2 separate regions of the Neogale vison genome follow, and region 1 is linked to region 2. The links are chromatin contacts, called in public Hi-C maps. All regions are on one chromosome and are shown on one strand. The core of a region is the stretch at or near the end of the contact, and the rest is flanking DNA. Distances in the headings are between cores, read along the strand shown.

Region 1 (2,700 bases), core at 191-2,690, 410 kb before region 2:
AGCAAATATATTCATCAGAAAATGAATAGTTCACACTTGTATTTAATAGAAGGTTATCTTCAGGAGTACTGGATAGTGAGTCTTGAAACAGGTAACTGAGAAAGTGTGTTATCTTGAAATAGGGTCGAGAAAGCTGGAATAAGCCCCGCACCACCAAGGCTGACGAAGGACTGGGGAACCGACATGGTGAAACTGGTAATTTCAATATAGCATACTCTGAATAGTCAGAAGCTAGATGATAGACACCACTGTCCCAGACATGGTAGTCACGGTGAGGGGACTGACTCCCTGCAGGTGAAACAAAGAAAAGGATGTCAGGTTCTAGCTCAGAAAATGTAGGAGATGTCAACCAGCCAGGATAATGTTCTGGTTGTTCTTACTTCCGAAGCAGTGTGCTAACGTACTTTCCACCCGCCCACAACCCACAAAGGCATTTGAAACTCAACTCAAAAATTTTTAACACTGTTTGGGGAGAAGAATTTTTTTTTAAATCTCTGTGATAATCAGATTCAAAACACTGGATCCTTAATTAGAAAGGTGCACCTGCCCATACATTTCAAGGATTTCCAAGGCCTCTTGAAGACCACCCACGGACCCAATTCCAGGGCCTCTGAGTTTGGAACTCTCAGTCTGGGTTTCCTTAACTGCATTTATTAGCCTAGAAGTTTTCAAACTTCGCTCTATATTAAAAATCACCCCGAGAACCTTTAAAAATCCCGATGCTCAGACCACACCCCATTTTCGATTAAATCAGAATCTCTGGGGTGGGTCTATTCATACATACATATGCTTTCAACCCTCTAGGTTATTCAAAAGGGCAGCCAGGGACGCCTGGGTGGCTCAGTTGGTTGGACGACTGCCTCCGGCTCAGGGCGTGATCCTGGAGTCCCGGGATCGAGTCCCACATCAGGCTCCCAGCTCCATGGGGAGTCTGCTTCGCTCTCTGACCTTCTCCTCGCTCATTCTGTCTCTCACTGTCGCTCTCTCTCAAATAAATAAAATCTAAAAAAAACTCTTATCTTTAAAAAAAAAAAAAAAGGGCAGCCAGGTTTGAGAACTAAGTCACTGGTATAATTTCGGCACGCCTCTGATCTAGGTGTTCCATGGTCGTTGGCTATTTTTAATCACTGTCGTCAAAAACAGCAGAACGGTGCCTGTCGCAGAAATAATTTACTAAGAATCATGTTAGAAAAAATAAGTAAATTTGGGTCAGGGGAGTGCATTCCTCCGCAGCAGCTTGCCTGGGTCAAAAAGGAGCTGCAATTTCTTCAGTGAACGCCAAGGGGCACCCTCTCCCTCCTCGCTCTACCTGGAACGCCTTCCCAGTTCGATCGCACAAAGAGCCCGGCCTCCTCCCGGGTGACATCACAAAGGGCCGATCCCCCGCCCCTTCGGCGCCACCACGTGTGTCCCCGCGCCCGGCGGCCACCCGACTCAGTCCCTCGCCGGCCGGTCTGGGCAGCGGTGGAGGGTGGTTGGCAGTGGCTGGAGGCTTCGCTATGGGAAGTTGTTCCTTTGCTCTCCCGCGCCCAGCCCTCCTCCCTGGTTCTCCGCAGCCGCTGTCGGAGGAGAGCACGGGGAGGCGCGGGCTGCAGCGGCCGCTGCCTCTCCCCGCCCGGGCGGCCGCACCGCTGGGCAGGTGCTGAGCGCCCCCGGAGCCTCCCTCGCCGCCTCCCTCCTGTGCCCGGCCGCCCGGCTGCCGCAGTGCACATGGGGTGTTGGAGATAGATGGGCTCCCGGCCCGGGAGGCGGCGGTGGATGCGGCGCTGGGCAGAAGCAGCCGCCGACTCCAGCTGCCGGGGGGCCACGCGCCCCGGGCGCCCCTGCGAGCCCCGGGCTCAGCCATGGGGACCTCCGCGAGCAGCAGCACCGCCCTAGCCTCCTGCAGCCGCGTCGCGGGAGCAACGATGATCGCGGGCTCGCTTTTCCTGGTGAGCGCGCAGGGGGACCGGGGACGGCCGCGCCGGAGCCGAAGGCGCAGCTCTCTGGGAGCGGGGCGGGTCCCCGGGCCCGGGCTGCGGGAGGCGCGGGGTCCACCCGGCTGGGGTGGGGGGTGGGTGGGCTTGCCACCCGGGAAGGTATCCGGGTAGTTCGGGGAGCCACCGGACTCAGCCGGGACTCTGGAACGCAGGCGAACTGTTTTCCTTGCAGTCTGGCTGCGCTGGAGGAGGCGCTAGAGGTGGCCAGCCGGTTTCCTGCGCATTTCAGAGCTTTCCCCCCTACTCGGACCTCTGGTACCCCCACCCCCCTCCGTACAACCCCACAACCACCGGCCGCTGCCCACTCCGCGTGGTGCGGGGCCGGAGCTGCGGTGCGGGGCTGCGAGGTCTGGCGGCGGCCGCCGCTTTGTTGCAGCTGCAGTGTCATGTCGGGATGCTACCGCAGTGGGAGAGTGGTACCGGTGCGCGCCGGCTGCCGGGGACCCGGGAGCGCCCGCGCGGTGCATTCCCGAGCAAGGCGCACAGCCCCTCCCCCACCTCGCCTCCTTGGCTCGGGTGGGTCCCAGTTTCTGCACGCCAAGAAAAGAACCCTTAGACCCACTCTCAGGCGCCTCCAAAGCGCCGGCTGCTAGCCAGCCAGCACGCGGGCCCTTGAGTGGGGGGAGGGGGAGAGGGCTCTACATAAAGGAAGATGAATTTCTCCAGTCTGTCCTATCCCTTCTTTACCTGTGGCCAGGCAGGTGACCCTGCAAAGTGGAGC
Region 2 (2,700 bases), core at 195-2,694:
CTATTTCCAATCTCTCTTTGAAAGGCAGATAGAGGCTAACCACAGATAGCCCTGTGGGGCATTAAGCTCTGGTGACTCCAGTGGGATTCCAGGGGTCTTGTAAAGCCCTGGGCATCGAGGTGGTCATCAGGAGGACCCTGGATCAGGAAGGGGAGGACACAGTTCATCAGGCATCTATGAGGAAATGGAGCAGTCCTAAACAACTTACCGACTCTGCAGAGGTCCTTCAAGCCAATCTTGTGTGTAACAATATGATTTCTTTTACCAGGCCCCAAGCACATCTGCAGACAGGCCTCCACATAGACCCTCTGTGCTTCCTGCAACAGTCCAACCCTCAGAATCTGGGTCACAGGTCACGACTCAGCCCCTCACGCACACAGCCCAGATGGGGCACAGGGGATCCCTGCTGTTGCATGAGTATAGGAAGGCCCAGACCAGTCCCAGAACCCCAGGGGCCTTCAGAAGCCCAGGGGCTCCCCTGCAGGTCAACTTCCAGCTGCAAAGCCTTCCAGGCCCTTTGAGCTCCAGCCTGGAGACCAGATGGTCCTGGAGGATGACAGTTTGGGGAAGCAGGAAAATTTCACAAGTGTGATTAGAGCGTTCCCAGGGGAGCCCTGCTCTGAGGAAGGCTTTCCTGGCATCACATGGGTCTGTGTGGCAGAGTTCCAGGTGTCCCTTTCTTCGAAGTGGCACCTAGACACAGCTCTGCCCCTGTGGACACTCAGGGGAAAGTACCCCTCATGACAGCAGGTGCCAAGCCAGTGGGCTTTGAGAGAGTGGACCCAGCCCCCTGGGCCAGGCCTGTCATGTACCCACCCCCCTCTCTCCATTCCCTTCAGTCATTCTGCAGGGGTGCGGCAGTCAGAAAGCTCCTGATTAGTTCCCATTTACCAACCTCAGGGCTTAGGGCTCCATCCACTACCCCTCCACCCCACTCCACACACACCATCCTTATGTACTGATAGATGGATACTGAAGTTTATCCTCTAGCACATTCTAAAAAGGGAACCACTTTTCCTAAATTTTCTGGGCACAGTGACTATGAGCTCACAGTACAAGAAGGGAGAGGAGGTGGACGATCACTGATCACTGAGACGTGTCCTGTGCCAGATCCCTGTTCTTTCTCTGCAAATACCATTTTCCTGTTGGGGGGGCCACGACTCAGCTGAAGTCGCCTTGCTGCTTTCTAGACACCCCTTCCTAAACTATTCCTTTAAACTTTGAGGGGAGGAGTCACAAGGTCCCCCGCGTTCCCTCTGCACACATGGGCCGTGGGTCTGGAAGACGTGCAACCCTTCACACCGCGCGGTTTTCCTTCTTTCATGCAGAGCCAAGTCCCCAGGAGGAGGTATGCTGGCGACTGTTATAAACGAAACAGAAGCAACCCAGGAGCCCGGGGCGGGTGGTGGTGGGGGGGAGGCTTCTCAGCATGAAAAGCAACAGGAACTGATTGGGCAAGTCGTGGGAGGACGGCTTGTTGCAGCCCACTTCCTTCGCAGGGCAGCGCGATCCAAGAGCGACTGTGGGCCCTGCCTCCTGGGAAGCGAGGGTAATTGGTCCCATCTTGTGTCCCCCATCCTGCCGGCCAGCCTCGCCCGCCCCCGGGCGCGGTGGAAGGACGTGTTCGATTTGGAATCCCCGGGGAAGAATCGCACATCCACTCACTGTTTTTCTGGAACAGCGAGCTGTTCCCAGGCCCCGTGGAGCTCTCTCGCAGCTGTCCCAGTCAAAGCGGAACCGACAGGAATCTCCAGCTGGGCCCCTGAGCGACCGGGGGCGGCCCGCGCGGGGCTTTCCTCGCCCGCTCCCCGGGCTTCTCCTGAGGCTCGATCGCCACCTTGTGGTCATCGGGGGGAGCGCCGCCTCCGGGTCCCACCTTCAAGGAGGCAGGAGCTGACAGGCCGCTCATGTGCCTGGAGGGCGACGTGCAGGGAAGTAATTTGGTGCGAAGGTGGGATGGAGGCCTGCTAGATGACAGACACCAGGAATGCAAGGATCACCCTCACTCCCTACCTCCTGACACGTTTTAGGCTATGGTCCTTGCAGGAGATGAGGAAGCCAGAAAGCTTTGAGGAGATGCAGGGAGAGCGGACATGGCAGTCACAGAGTTCAAGTGTGCCTGATGGATTTGCAGGCAGGTGTACCTTTCTGAGACAAACTCGCCAGGATAGCTCCCTCCTTCTGTTTCTTTCCTCCCTACTGACCGAATCTTATTTATGGAACCAAAGGCAAAGTTAAAGGCAGCCCCGTGCCATCACCTGGTTTCCCCATTCCAGAAGGGAGGTAGTTTGAGGAAACAAAACGGGTGCCTTCCACATGTCCCAAGGCCTTAAACACTTTCCCCATCAATGCACCTTCAAAAGGATGAACTGGGATGAACCCCTTCCCTATTCTAATTCATCCATAGGAAACTATTCCTGCCAAGCTGGGTTTTCATTTTTAGTTCACGCTGGACCCGCAGCTGCCCCAGGGCTGTCTGATACACCAGCCCACCCTGAGGCCACCTGGGAAGTTTCTAGCTGAGGCTCTGGACATGCACTCAAGAGGACCTGATGGCTTTGCCAGCCAAAGTGTGATCCAGAGAGACCCAGAAGTAGTAAACGGTACCCACAGCCGAGAAGGCTGATCCTTGGAGCAGGGGGACGTGCTGACCTGCCTTATGTCATGGGCACACAGCTTCTGAACGTGCGGGAATATCAT

What was found. Hi-C and Micro-C count contacts between places; a contact is called where the count stands out from the background.
Region 1: a Hi-C map of fibroblasts shows a contact between it and region 2, with 6 times the contacts expected there. The contact joins the promoter of TNFRSF21 here to the enhancer-like site in region 2. A contact is called at or near these places in 2 of 3 Hi-C or Micro-C datasets (fibroblasts and muscle).

What each region holds. Positions count from the first base shown.
Region 1 is chr1:93,548,669-93,551,368 of ASM_NN_V1, reverse strand. TNFRSF21 (tumor necrosis factor receptor superfamily member 21) reads left to right here and starts at 1,440. Exons shown (of 6, transcript XM_044252406.1): 1 at 1,440-1,931. The coding sequence starts at 1,845.
Region 2 is chr1:93,135,500-93,138,199 of ASM_NN_V1, reverse strand. No RefSeq gene overlaps it. Among named protein-coding and RNA genes, the nearest start is that of MEP1A, 44 kb to the right of the region's middle. Within about 2 kb of position 1,444, the one cell type or tissue checked has open chromatin away from gene starts, as enhancers often do. A contact at or near this core is called in fibroblasts, where this site is marked.